4 separate regions of the Mus musculus genome follow, and regions 1, 2 and 3 are each linked to region 4. The links are chromatin contacts, called in public ChIA-PET and HiChIP or PLAC-seq maps. All regions are on one chromosome and are shown on one strand. Each heading gives the region's core, a stretch centred on a gene start, on an enhancer-like site or on the middle of the called end of the contact. The rest is flanking DNA. Distances are from core to core; before and after follow the strand shown. Region 1 holds the start of 4930573C15Rik (a long non-coding RNA gene). Region 2 overlaps Usp12 (ubiquitin specific peptidase 12). Region 3 holds the start of Mtus2 (microtubule associated tumor suppressor candidate 2). Region 4 holds the start of Pan3 (PAN3 poly(A) specific ribonuclease subunit).

Region 1 (2,700 bases), core at 85-2,584, 730 kb before region 4:
CCACCATCCCTGATGGCTGGATGCCTGTCTGCCTTGATGGCTACTCAGACTCAGCCTGGCACTAGGGGTGCAACAGAGGTTATTTTAAGATATTATTTGGGTAAAGGCAAAGAGAAAAGGTGCTGTTTAAGGGGTTCCCATAAGCCCCAGGAATGGTATGAATGGTTTAAAGTGTCCAACGATCTTGTCAGTACCCTACGTTCAGAGACCTGCTTGGAGACCTGCTTCCCCCCTTTGCAGCTGCCAGACTTTCCCCTTTAACTGTAGAGAGTGGAATTTTTCTCACTCCCTTACAACCAAATGCACTACTAGGTACATAAGTGAGAGACACCATTGAAATAAAATAAGAGACCTCTGCAGGTCAAGGGGAAGACTTTGGGAGTCTCACTGTGTAACCCCCTGATAGTCTGGGACATGCTACGTAGAGCAGGATGCACTCAAACTCAAAGAGATCCTCCTGCCTCTGCCTCTCAAGTGCTGCCGTTAAAGACATTCAGGGTCCTCACCTGCCACACCATGGTTTTCTCGGTTTTCTCGAGGAAGGATCCAGATGCCCTTCGCTAGAGATCAAACTGACACAAACATGAGCTACCCTGCAGATTCCCCTGGAGACGTTTCAGTGTGCTTCCCGGGGCAGTTAGAGGACCTCAGAGATCATCTTGTTTGGATACGATGTAACATCTGTACCTGCAGCCCTTGTGATGTACCTAGGAGACTGATGTGGCTACAAAGTCTATTTGGTTCTCTTTTTTTTGGGGGGGGGGGTGGCGGGCTTCAAGACAGGGTTTCTCTGTGTATCCTTGGCTGTCCTGGAACTCACTCTGTAGACCAGGCTGGCCTTGAGCTCAGAAATCTGAAGAGACATGCCCTGTTCCAGCCCTGAACTGACTGCCTTAAAAATTTTTTTTTCTGGTCAATTCTGTCCCCCAAATCCACTTGTTCTAGGCCAAATGACTGAGAAGCAAGAGAGAAGGAAAAGCAAAGAAGGAAACAGCTGTCAATAGGACCATCTCTCACCTTTGCATCTGAGGGTTTTTTTTTTCATTATACATATGTCTAGGTTAAAAAAAATGATGTATCATCCCACAACTTATTAAAAAGAAGGGGGGAGTTGGTGGTGCTGGTGGTAGAGAAGGAGGAGGGGGAGAAGGAGAAGGGGAGGAGGGGAGGAAAGGGTAGAGGAGGAGGAGGAGAAAGAGGAAAGAGATGTATAGAAAGAGTATCCACAACACACGTGAAGCCAGTCACAGGCGCCACTCAGTCTGCAGCTGGCCCAAGTTTATCTCTGACCATCCCCCCGGCAGTTTGAAACATTACAGTTCACTGATAACCAGAAATGACTAAGCGCTAAGGCTGCTCAAATATCACCCCTGTAGCACCAATAAAAAACCCATAACTCCTGGCCTGGCAGAGAACTGTGGCCAGCACGCTGAGGAAGGGATGGTTATATTACCCAACCACGGGTTACAAATGGCTTTGTAATCAGTATCTTCCATACCCAGCTTAGCCCGAGTGGCCCTCAAGCCAGCACAGCCCCGTGGCAGACCAGAGGCCTTCCACTTCCTGGAAAGTGGATGTCTGAGAATTGATCATTCCTGGAGCTAGCTCTCTCAGAGCTCCGTTCCGTCTCCATTCAACCTGATGCTAACGACAGCAGGGTCTGGCTGGCCCCACTTCTACCATAAGTAAGAGAGTCACAGGGCAATGAGAATTTCTCAAGGAATCTGAAGGCCCCCTTCCCCAAACTAGGAAAGGGGCCACATGGCAGCTGGGACAAAGATTGCTGTAATTTTAAAAATGATTTTTATCATTATTTTTATATTATGTGTATGATGAAGGGGTGGTTTTATGTGTACAATTTTATGTGTACGATGAAGGGATGGTTATTTTACGTGTATGAATGTTTGCCTGTATGTGGCTATGCGCAACACATGCATGCAGTACCCAAGGAGGCCAGAAGAGGGCATCAGATTCCCCCTGGATCTGGAGATTAATATGGTTGTGTGCCAACTGAGAGCCAGAAACCCAACCCAGATCCTCTGTGAAAACAGCCAGTGTTTTTAACCACTGAGCCATCTCTCTGGCCCACATTGTTACTGTTTTAAAGAGTGGTGCCTAGGAGACAAACAAACGTAATTAATTTTTAAATCTAGGGCTAAAATGAGATGTGCAGATAGCCACTCCCATTGACCCAGGCCCAAGGGCTGATTGAGTACCTGGGTGAATCTGTCCTATGGCTTTGTTCCATGCTACCAGCAGACAACCAGTCAGTGATATTACTCAGTGGCTAAAAAGGATGGTCTCTCTCTCTCTCTCTCTCTCTCCCTCCCTCCCCCCTCTCTTTCTTTCTTTCTTTCTTTCTTTCTTTCTTTCTTTCTTTCTAAATTGGTGTCATGTGGATAGTAAGATGCACACATTCTAACAGAATGTTGTGTGTGTACATGTTTGTGCATGCAGCAGCCAGACAATCGTTGGTGAAGAGCGTTCCTGTGTCCTGGTGTCCCCATCCCCTTCCCACACTCAGTCAGTCAATCCCCTCAGCCTTTTGCTCCGACAGAAGTATTATCTGAACGTCTAGCGCTGTAGATTTGTGGTATCTGGTTTTAGAAGTTAAATAAACGTATTCACAGCCAGGGTACCCTTAAGTCTCTGGCTTTTTATCATTCAACATTATGTCTTTGATATCTTTGTGTATTGGCT
Region 2 (2,700 bases), core at 20-2,519, 660 kb before region 4:
CAGAGCTATTGCACAGAGAAATCCTGTGTGGACACCCTCACCCCCAAATATTTTATAAAAACCAATCGCATGAGAGGATGAAGCCACTATGGAAGGACAGACAGCAGGCACGCTAGAGCAGGACTGTGAAGCTGCAGCCCGAGTCTGCTCTGGGCCACAGCATTAAGTGGTTGAGCGGTGCGTCTCTGCCCAGACATGGGTTTCCTGAGGAACAGAACCCATGCCACTGTGCCCTCTTTCCATCTACAAGTAGGTAAGGCGGCCATTTCACCTCCCTAAAACATGGACAGGTGAGTCAATGTGGAACAGTCCGCCAAAGACCAACGACTAGAACAAAAGACAGGGAGGAACCAGCCTCACAGGTCAATATTGTTATTACAGAGAATTATGGTGTTAGATTGTATTAGATACAGATAATTAAGACACACAGATATAAGACCTTGCAGGCCACAAGCAAATGCCAGGTGCACCTCTCCTGAATGTCCAGGACAAATTTTTGGAAAGATGAGGACTTTCTATACAGAGAGATTATCACCAAAGGATGAAGGTGAAGCTGCAGAGACTGTGGCCATCACTCCGATAATAAGAAAGCAGTAATGTGCTAAACCCTGCTGGTAAAGCAAGGACACCACCTGACAACTTCCCTCTCAGACACGAAACACATCGAACAAGCCTTCCTTCTCCCTGTTTCAGAAATACAAAATCGCATGGAAGCAAGCTGATAACCTGTACTGTTCTCATGAAAAGAATTAACTTACTGTAGGATAAACCTTGTATCTGTAGAAATGCGCTAGAAATTAGAAATCTCCTGCATCCAATGTCCATAGCTAAGGCTGGGGGGGGGGGGTACTGACAAGGACATGTTACTTTGAAAAGTTGATTATGAACAATGTACATGTTTATGTGAGAAATAAATGAATGTCCAGCATTCAGACCTGCTATATAGGAAATTTAAGTACACATTGTGTTTGCACACTACAGTTTATGCTAAACTATTATTTCTTGCTTTTCTTGCTGTTTAAATAAATGGGAAAGTTCAATAAATCTTTCTCAGTTTCCTGCTCCAACCTTATTTTAGAAGCTAGCGCTTCTCATTGCCAGGTTGAACATTGAACAGGGTCAGCTGAGGTCAAGGCATTAGAGAGATCGGCCAACCAGGAAGGAGAAAGCGGCTGAGGGGTGGGGAATCCCGCGTGACCTTGGGAGACTAAGAAAGCTTCAGGGGGGAAGGAAGCAGGCGCCCAGCTGGGAGGGTGTGAGCAGCAGGGAGGGTGCGAACACCTCAGCCCGCCTCAGCCCGAGAGCAGGCTGAGAACTCAAGTACAGGCCAGTGCAGACACCACAGCCTCACACCGTATGGAACGAAGCTTAACCCTCATACCTGTCCTAAAAACCCACTGAGATCAACAAATGATACAAGAAAAAAAACCATATTTATACTGTATTAAGAAGCACCAGAGAAAGAGAGTACGGGGTGGGATCAGAGAAGACTTCTTTTTTATTAAAAATAAATTTTATTTTATTTATTATTTTATATATATGAGTACATTGTAGCTGTACAGAAGGTTACAGGCCATGTGGTTTCTGGGAATTGAACTCAGGATCTCTGCTAGCTCCCGCCCAAAAATTTATATATTATTATATGTAAGTACACTGTACCTGTCTTCAGACACACCAGAAGAGGGCATCAGATCTCATTATGAATGGTTGTGAGCCACCATGTGGTTGCTGGGATTTGAACTCAGGACCTTCGGAAGAGCAGTCAGTGCTCTTAACCGCTAAGCCATCTTGCCAACCCAAGATGACTTCTAATTTGGTGTCTGCCAAAAGGCTGAGAAGTAGTGAAACTCCCAATCTGTGTATCTTGTCATCCTCTGGCCTTGCTTGTTGAATTTGATTCTTGAAATAAAAGCCACATGCACATCTAATGCTAGAACTCAGGAGGCTGCGGCCTATGGGTTCAATGGCATCCTGGTCCTCAGAGAGTTCTAGGCCAACTTGATCTACATAGAGTGTTCCAGAACAGGCATAGCGACATAGTGAGGCCCCCTGTGTAGAAAAGAAGAAGAGGAGGGAGAGGGGAGAAGGAGGAGGAGGAGAAGGAAGGAAGGCAGGCAGGCAGCAGCAACAGCAAAACAAAATAAAAACTCATGCTCCAACACTGACTGACCAGCCTATGAGAACAGAAGTAGACCACACTCTGGAATATTTGGGGCGCACATCAGAGGCCATGGTTTTTCCCTAGGGAGCCTTACTACAGCTACTTGGTTACGCCACAAATGCCTGCTATCCAGCCCACACCACAGACAGGCTGGCAGTGGAAGCTGCACTCCTGACCTAGTTCCCACATGAACCGCAGCATCGCCCGGAGTAACCAGGTAGCCTCTGTTTCCTCCCCAGCAAGGAAGGGAGCAGATGTAGAGCATGCACGCCCTCGGCACTGCCACCCAGAGTCTTACGTGGTGTCATTGAAGTAGAAACTGAAGGGTCTTTGGAAGTCGGTTGGATGGTGTTTTGCTGGGGCAAACAGGTGACGGAATGTTGCCTTAAAGTGTACACAGGTGTGAAAGGCTCAGGGGACATGGGAGAGACTCACATCGGTCAGCTGAGAAAACCTTAAACTATGACTAAATTAAAGGCCAAATGACTGCAGATCTTAATGTACACCTAGCAGTCCATATATGTAATTGTTCTCATCCA
Region 3 (2,700 bases), core at 166-2,665, 530 kb after region 4:
GGGGCGAGGAGGAAGGGCTCACTCACTGTGTGCCTGAGAAGAAATGTGTTGAAGAAGCTGGTGCCTGTCATCTGGAGTGTGAGGCTCAAGGAAGAAGCTAACCAGAGCTTCTGTAGAGAGTTTAATGAACACTGTCAGCCGATGTGGTGGAAGATGGTCAGGTCTGCCTGTGGGATGGGGGTGGGGGTGGGATGAGTCCCTGGAGGAGTGGGAGTGGCCCGAGGAAGGAGCTGTAGCGCCAGGACCTCATTCCTTGCACCTGGGAGGCATGGGCTTCACAGAGCACCCAAATAGGAAAGTGAATGGCACAAAGGAGGCTTTACTATCTTTCTAGGTTTAAGTCAGGCTGGGGTTTGTGAGTTAGGGGAAGGGAGGGGCGAAGGCTTAAATGAAATGAGCTTAAAGTTTGATTTAGATTGGACTGGACTTTGTAATAACAGCCAGTCAGACCGCTTGTTAACACCCGAAGGTGACAGGAAAAGCGATAAAACGTGCCCTAGATTCCTCCAGAAGAAATGGGAGGCCACATAGAATAATGTAAAAAGACAGCCGTGTGAAAAGTGCTCTTTCATGATTTCCCTTCACAATATAGACCAGTTAGTACAAAAATTCAGCTGGTATAAAATGTTGCTCGGCACAGCAATGCTGGGGTGGGGGAGGGAGCCCATTTTCCCCACACTCCCGACCCCCAAGAGAAAGCGAGCAAGCACATCAGTAAGCCAGCATCTCATTGTCTTCTCTGTCAGTCTGTCCCAAATCTTGTGAGCCAGAGGCTGGAGAAGCCCCCCGGCTGTCTTCAGGCTTCCCAGGTGCGCTGCTTTCAGGCGACCTGGAAGGGCTACTGAGAAGTCCTGCGTTCATGTTTACTTCTGAGGAACGTTGTGAACTACGAAGCAGACAAGCTTGCGTTGAGACAAGAGTCTTTCAAGTGGGTAGCCGGCTATGCATTACCCCTAGATTTGGAGGCAGAGGCAAGAGGATATCTGTGAGTCTCAAGTGAGATCCTGCCTCAAACACCCCAACTCCCCCACCCCCACCCCCGCCAAACCCGCACACAATCACACACAAAACCCTTACAGAGACTTCTTTAGTCTCCTGTCCATCAGCCCCGCTACATCCCTTGCGAGTTCACCCGCTGGACCCCAATTCTTCCTGCTGCACGCAATTAAAAGAGGCTCTCTCTTCCGATTGGACCACAGCACATCCCACTCGTGGGAGTCAGGAGTCTAGGTCAGCGACCTCAGGCTGCTTCTCCTTTCTCTGGGGTCTGAGGCTGGATGCTCCGGACCACTGTGGTCCCGTGAGCTGCCGGGTCGTGTCGGGCCAGCAGAGGGCGCTCGGCTCCCCCCACGGGGCTCCGGACGAGAGGAGGCGCCGGGGCTCGCGAGCATCTCCGGGCGGCCGGGAGGGGGTGCGCGCCTCGGGCCGCTGCAGCCCGGCTTCTGTCACCGCGGACGGCACCTCACTGGAGGGTGGGCGGGAGCGGCGTCTTTGTCCGGCGAGGCGTCCTCAGCCCGGGCCATCCCTGTGATCAGAGCCCGGCGGCTTGGGCGGTGCCCAGTGGTGAAGTGCGCGGGCGGAGGGCTGGCTGCGGCCACGGCCCCAGGTACCCCGGTGCCCTAAGCTCGCCACCTGCGCCACCTCAGCCCGCGCTCTGTCAAGTTGCAGAAGACCCGGGTGGGTCAGGAGTCTGGACGCGTGGGCGCGTTGCAAACTCCAGCTGCGAAGGAGCTGCGTGCGGAGGTAGCCCGGCCCGGGATGCTCCCGGAGGCTGCTCTGGTCTCTCTGCACATCCTTCTTGGCTCCTCCAGACCCAGGTGAGCGACTGCTGTCCGCGCGTCCCGATCCGGCTGGAGACAGGTGCAGAGCGGGGCGGAGGCGGTGCCTTTTGCTGGCTTCTCTGGCATCAGAGAGCCCGCTCCCCGCTGCCCACATCTTCTGCTCCGCCGGAGAGAGGCTGCAACCCACTCGCACCTTCCGGGGATGTCAGGTTGAGCACGGTGTTTCAGAGGCGACAGCGGGTTAGCCTAAGCGAGCTCCCACCCCTCTCCACCCCCAGCTCGGGATAATTCGGTCCGTGTCTTCGTCTTAATTTAGCACCGATGTGTTATTTCCTTGGAGCCCTAGAATGGTAAGGCTTGCTCCATCCATTTTTCAACCCCCTTCATTCTGAGTCTGTGCAGGGAAAGGCTTGCAAGTGATGTTACTACCGTTCTATTTTAAATACAAACACCCAGAGAAGTACGCTTGGCGGCGTGCCAGAGGCGCCTGCACTCTTTTGTTATGTAAGTGCTTCACAGGAATATTTGCTGGTTGGTAAAGTTAGGAGCGGTTACCAGAGAACGTAAGAGCGCAGGAAGTCAGAGCCATAATTTCTGTCTTAGCTCAAAACTTTCCTTCAGGATAAGCATGAGATGGTTTTGGTATCATTTAAAGGCGACAGGAGGTCCTTTCAAAAGAAAAATTCATACCGTAGACTCTCAAGCGTTAAGACACAAAACAGGCTTTTTTTTTTTTTTTAAGTCTGTTATGAAAACCAGTGGGACGTCTCTGACAATAAATAGGTGGGAAGTGACTTAAAGAAATAGATCCCTGTCACATAGCCGTTTTGGCTTTTAAGTTGTTAGGTAGTTGTATTTTGCTGTCACGTGGACATAGCTAATCGTGTGTTGACAGTTATTAAAGATCTCTGCTCACACG
Region 4 (2,700 bases), core at 66-2,565:
AAACACGGGACATTTTTATGAACCACTTCGCTCATTATGAAGTGGATACTTACTTAATCTCAAATGTACAAAGGAGACACAGAGAAGCAAGCAGGTTCCAAAGGCAGGTCTGAATTCAAGGATGCTGTAAACACTCTCCCCACTCCCCAACAGTTCTCAGTAGGAGTTCAACTCTTTAAATCCCCTCTAACAGCTGATGTTAACACTAGACACTAATTCACATCTTATGCCTCATTAGCCGGAGGATAAATAAGCCCTCTGAATTCAGGTCCGACTGCATCTGGTTAACTTTTGCATCCCCAGCTCCTTGGGAACATGTAATTAACATTAACAAATACCTGTTGGATATTTAAATGAGTGAACACTGCGTCCACGCAGAGATAGCAGCTTAGAATTTCCCTGGGCAGCATCACTAGGCTTACCAGATTGGGATCTATATAGCATGCATCTCAACCTCACCCTTTTGGCAGTGTGAAACTTTATATATTCTTTTGTGACTTCGTCAGGCTGCCACGATTCCTTAAATGCTGCCCACACCCGTCCTTTTCATAACAGGGATTTGTCTTTTGAGAAAATCTTTTAGAGAAGATTTCTAAAACCCTAATATCAATTTTTCACTTCACTGCGGTTCAATTGTCTTCACGCCTCTCCCCTTTAAAAAAAGGTGGTGGTGGGGGGAGCAAATTGGAAATCAATGAGGGGAAAACTTTTTTTTAAAAAGTGAATTTCGAATGCAGAGTAGGAAAACATTCCAGCACATTTGGAATTGGGTCTTCCCGTGCTGCCAAGGTAGCACTGTCCCAGGTGGCACCTTTGAGAGAAAAAAATCCCGAGGGCCATCAAAGCGGAGGAAACAGGTGCTGCTCTAAGCAGGGGTTTGGTGGCATCCAGGGTTCTGGCTCCATCTTTTGACAAAGAGCCCAGAAGCTAAGGCTATCTGGCCAGTAGTCCATCACCTTCGAGGGGGAGGATTTAAAAAAAAAAAACAAAAAAAAAAAAACAAAGGCTAGAGGGGTGGCGGAGCACAGGGAAAGGGAGAGGAAACGTGACAAACGGAAGCAAACTCTCCTCTCCGGGGAGCGAGGTTGGGCTGCGTCCCCTTCCAAGGACCTGAGACGGACTGTCATTTTGTGTTTTCCCCTCCAAGCGGACTACCACCGGGTCTCGTGAGAGCCTCGGCGCCGCCGCCGTGGGGAAGGCCTCCCTCCGAGGGCTCGGGCTGAAGCAACCGCCTCCGGTCAGCTCGCGGACGCCCCGTGGGGGCCACGCCTGCGGTCCCCCACCCCCGGGCCAGGCCTCCTACCCACAAGGCCCCGCGCCACTCGCGCAGGCGCAGAGGCGGCGAGCGTCTCAGGAAGAGGAAAATGGCATAAACAAGTCGGGAGGACCCGGAGCGCGAGCCGACGAGCGAGCGGAGGGCAAGAGTTTAAAAACAAACCGGCGGCTCCCTCCCGCCGTGCCTTTGCCCCACAGCTTCCGGTCGCCGCCGCCTCAGGGTCGTTTCTCCCCGCAGCCCCGGCCGCGCGCCCACCGCGGCGTCCCGCGCGGCCCCTTTAAGGACAGCGGAGAGGGAGAGGGAGAATCCCTGCTCGCCGCCCGCCCGCCCTTCCCCCTCCCCGGGCGGCTCCGGCTCCCTCAGCGGGGCCCAACCCGCCCGCCCGGCTTCCATCCGGCTCCGGCGGCGGCTCCTTCCCGCCCTCGTCTATGGTGGCGGCGGGGGACGCGGCTGCGGCGTGGCCATGAACAGTGGCGGCGGCGGTGGCCTCCCGCCGCCCTCGGCCGCTGCCTCGCCGTCGTCGTCCTCGCTGGCGGCGGCCGTGGCGGTGGCGGTGGCGGCCTCGTCGGGCGTCGGGGGCGTCCCCGGCGGGCCGGCGGCGGCGGCGGGCGTGAAGCTCAAGTACTGCCGCTACTACGCCAAGGACAAGACGTGCTTCTACGGCGAGGAGTGTCAGTTCCTGCACGAGGACCCAGCCGCCGGCGCGGCCCCGGGGCTTGGCCTCCATAGCAACAGCGTCCCGCTGGCGCTAGCGGCCGCGGCCGGGGCCGCCTTTCCTCCGGGAGCGCTCCCGGGCGGGGGAGCGGGGCCGCCCGCGGGGCCCAAGAAGCCGGAGCTGGGCGTCCCGGGGGCGGCGACCGCGGGCGGCGGACTCGATGGCCCGCGGGTGGCGAGTAAGTGAGGCCCGGGCGGGGTGGTGCGGTGCGGGGTTGGTGCGGTCCGGGCGCGGGGAGGAGGCCTGAGCCTGCCCGCTTCCCCTCACCTCCGGGCCGCAGGAGAGGCCTAGGCCCTGCGCAGCCCTCCTTCCTTCTTCCTGTTTCCTCTCTGGGCTCCGCCGCTCGGGGCAAACCCCGGAGCTAGGGGAGGCGGGTTCCCGGGAGCGTGGGTGGACGGACGGTCGTGGTGTAATTGGGGTGGGGTGGGGGGCGCTGGGAGTGGGGTGCGGGGAGCAGGGGGGATGGGCTGCGGAGTGGAAGCAAGGGGGTGTCGCTTCCGGGTTTGTGTGTGTGTGTGTGTGTGTGTGTGTGCGCGCGCGCGCGCGTGTGCGTGGAAAGGGGCTGGGTCTGCGAGCACATGTGTCGGTGCGTGCTCGCGTGGAGCGCGGGCTGCCGAAAGTTGCCGGCTGGGAACTCCTTCTAAAGGATGTCCGGGGCCAGGGGTGGGGGTGCGGGGAGGAGAGGTGTATGAAGATCAGCTTTATTCAT

What was found. ChIA-PET counts read pairs in DNA pulled down with a chosen protein or histone mark. HiChIP or PLAC-seq counts read pairs in DNA pulled down with a chosen protein or histone mark.
Region 1: a contact with region 4 is called in a FOXA1 HiChIP or PLAC-seq map of pancreatic cancer cells. The contact joins the promoter of 4930573C15Rik here to the promoter of Pan3 in region 4. A contact is called at or near these places in 4 of 39 promoter capture datasets (the C10 cell line, erythroid cells, hippocampal neurons and 1 more), 1 of 484 Hi-C or Micro-C datasets (large pre-B cells) and 1 of 115 datasets of contacts at active chromatin or transcription factors (pancreatic cancer cells).
Region 2: a contact with region 4 is called in an RNA polymerase II ChIA-PET map of memory CD8 T cells, with 6 read pairs. The contact joins the enhancer-like site here to the promoter of Pan3 in region 4. A contact is called at or near these places in 2 of 484 Hi-C or Micro-C datasets (CD4 T cells and CD8 T cells), 4 of 115 datasets of contacts at active chromatin or transcription factors (bone marrow-derived macrophages, memory CD8 T cells, pancreatic cancer cells and 1 more) and 2 of 9 other capture datasets (adipose tissue and liver).
Region 3: a contact with region 4 is called in an H3K4me3 HiChIP or PLAC-seq map of bone marrow-derived macrophages, with 5 times the contacts expected there. The contact joins the promoter of Mtus2 here to the promoter of Pan3 in region 4. A contact is called at or near these places in 1 of 39 promoter capture datasets (second pharyngeal arch cranial neural crest), 2 of 484 Hi-C or Micro-C datasets (embryonic fibroblasts and ventral hippocampal neurons) and 6 of 115 datasets of contacts at active chromatin or transcription factors (bone marrow-derived macrophages, embryonic forebrain, extraembryonic endoderm stem cells and 3 more).

Annotation. Positions count from the first base shown.
Region 1 is chr5:146,702,503-146,705,202 of GRCm38.p6, forward strand. It overlaps 4930573C15Rik (a long non-coding RNA gene), which reads left to right and starts at 1,335. Exons shown (of 2, transcript XR_868703.2): 1 at 1,335-1,685.
Region 2 is chr5:146,770,967-146,773,666 of GRCm38.p6, forward strand. The region is part of intron 1 of Usp12 (ubiquitin specific peptidase 12); the gene reads right to left. Among named protein-coding and RNA genes, the nearest start is that of Usp12, 23 kb to the right of the region's middle. Within about 2 kb of position 1,270, at least 72 of the 459 cell types and tissues checked have an H3K27ac peak or open chromatin away from gene starts, as enhancers often do. A contact at or near this core is called in CD8 T cells, adipose tissue, liver and 1 more, where this site is marked.
Region 3 is chr5:147,955,905-147,958,604 of GRCm38.p6, forward strand. Mtus2 (microtubule associated tumor suppressor candidate 2) reads left to right here and starts at 1,416. Exons shown (of 15, transcript NM_001359503.1): 1 at 1,416-1,817.
Region 4 is chr5:147,428,841-147,431,540 of GRCm38.p6, forward strand. It overlaps Pan3 (PAN3 poly(A) specific ribonuclease subunit), which reads left to right and starts at 1,316. Exons shown (of 19, transcript NM_028291.5): 1 at 1,316-2,169. The coding sequence starts at 1,740.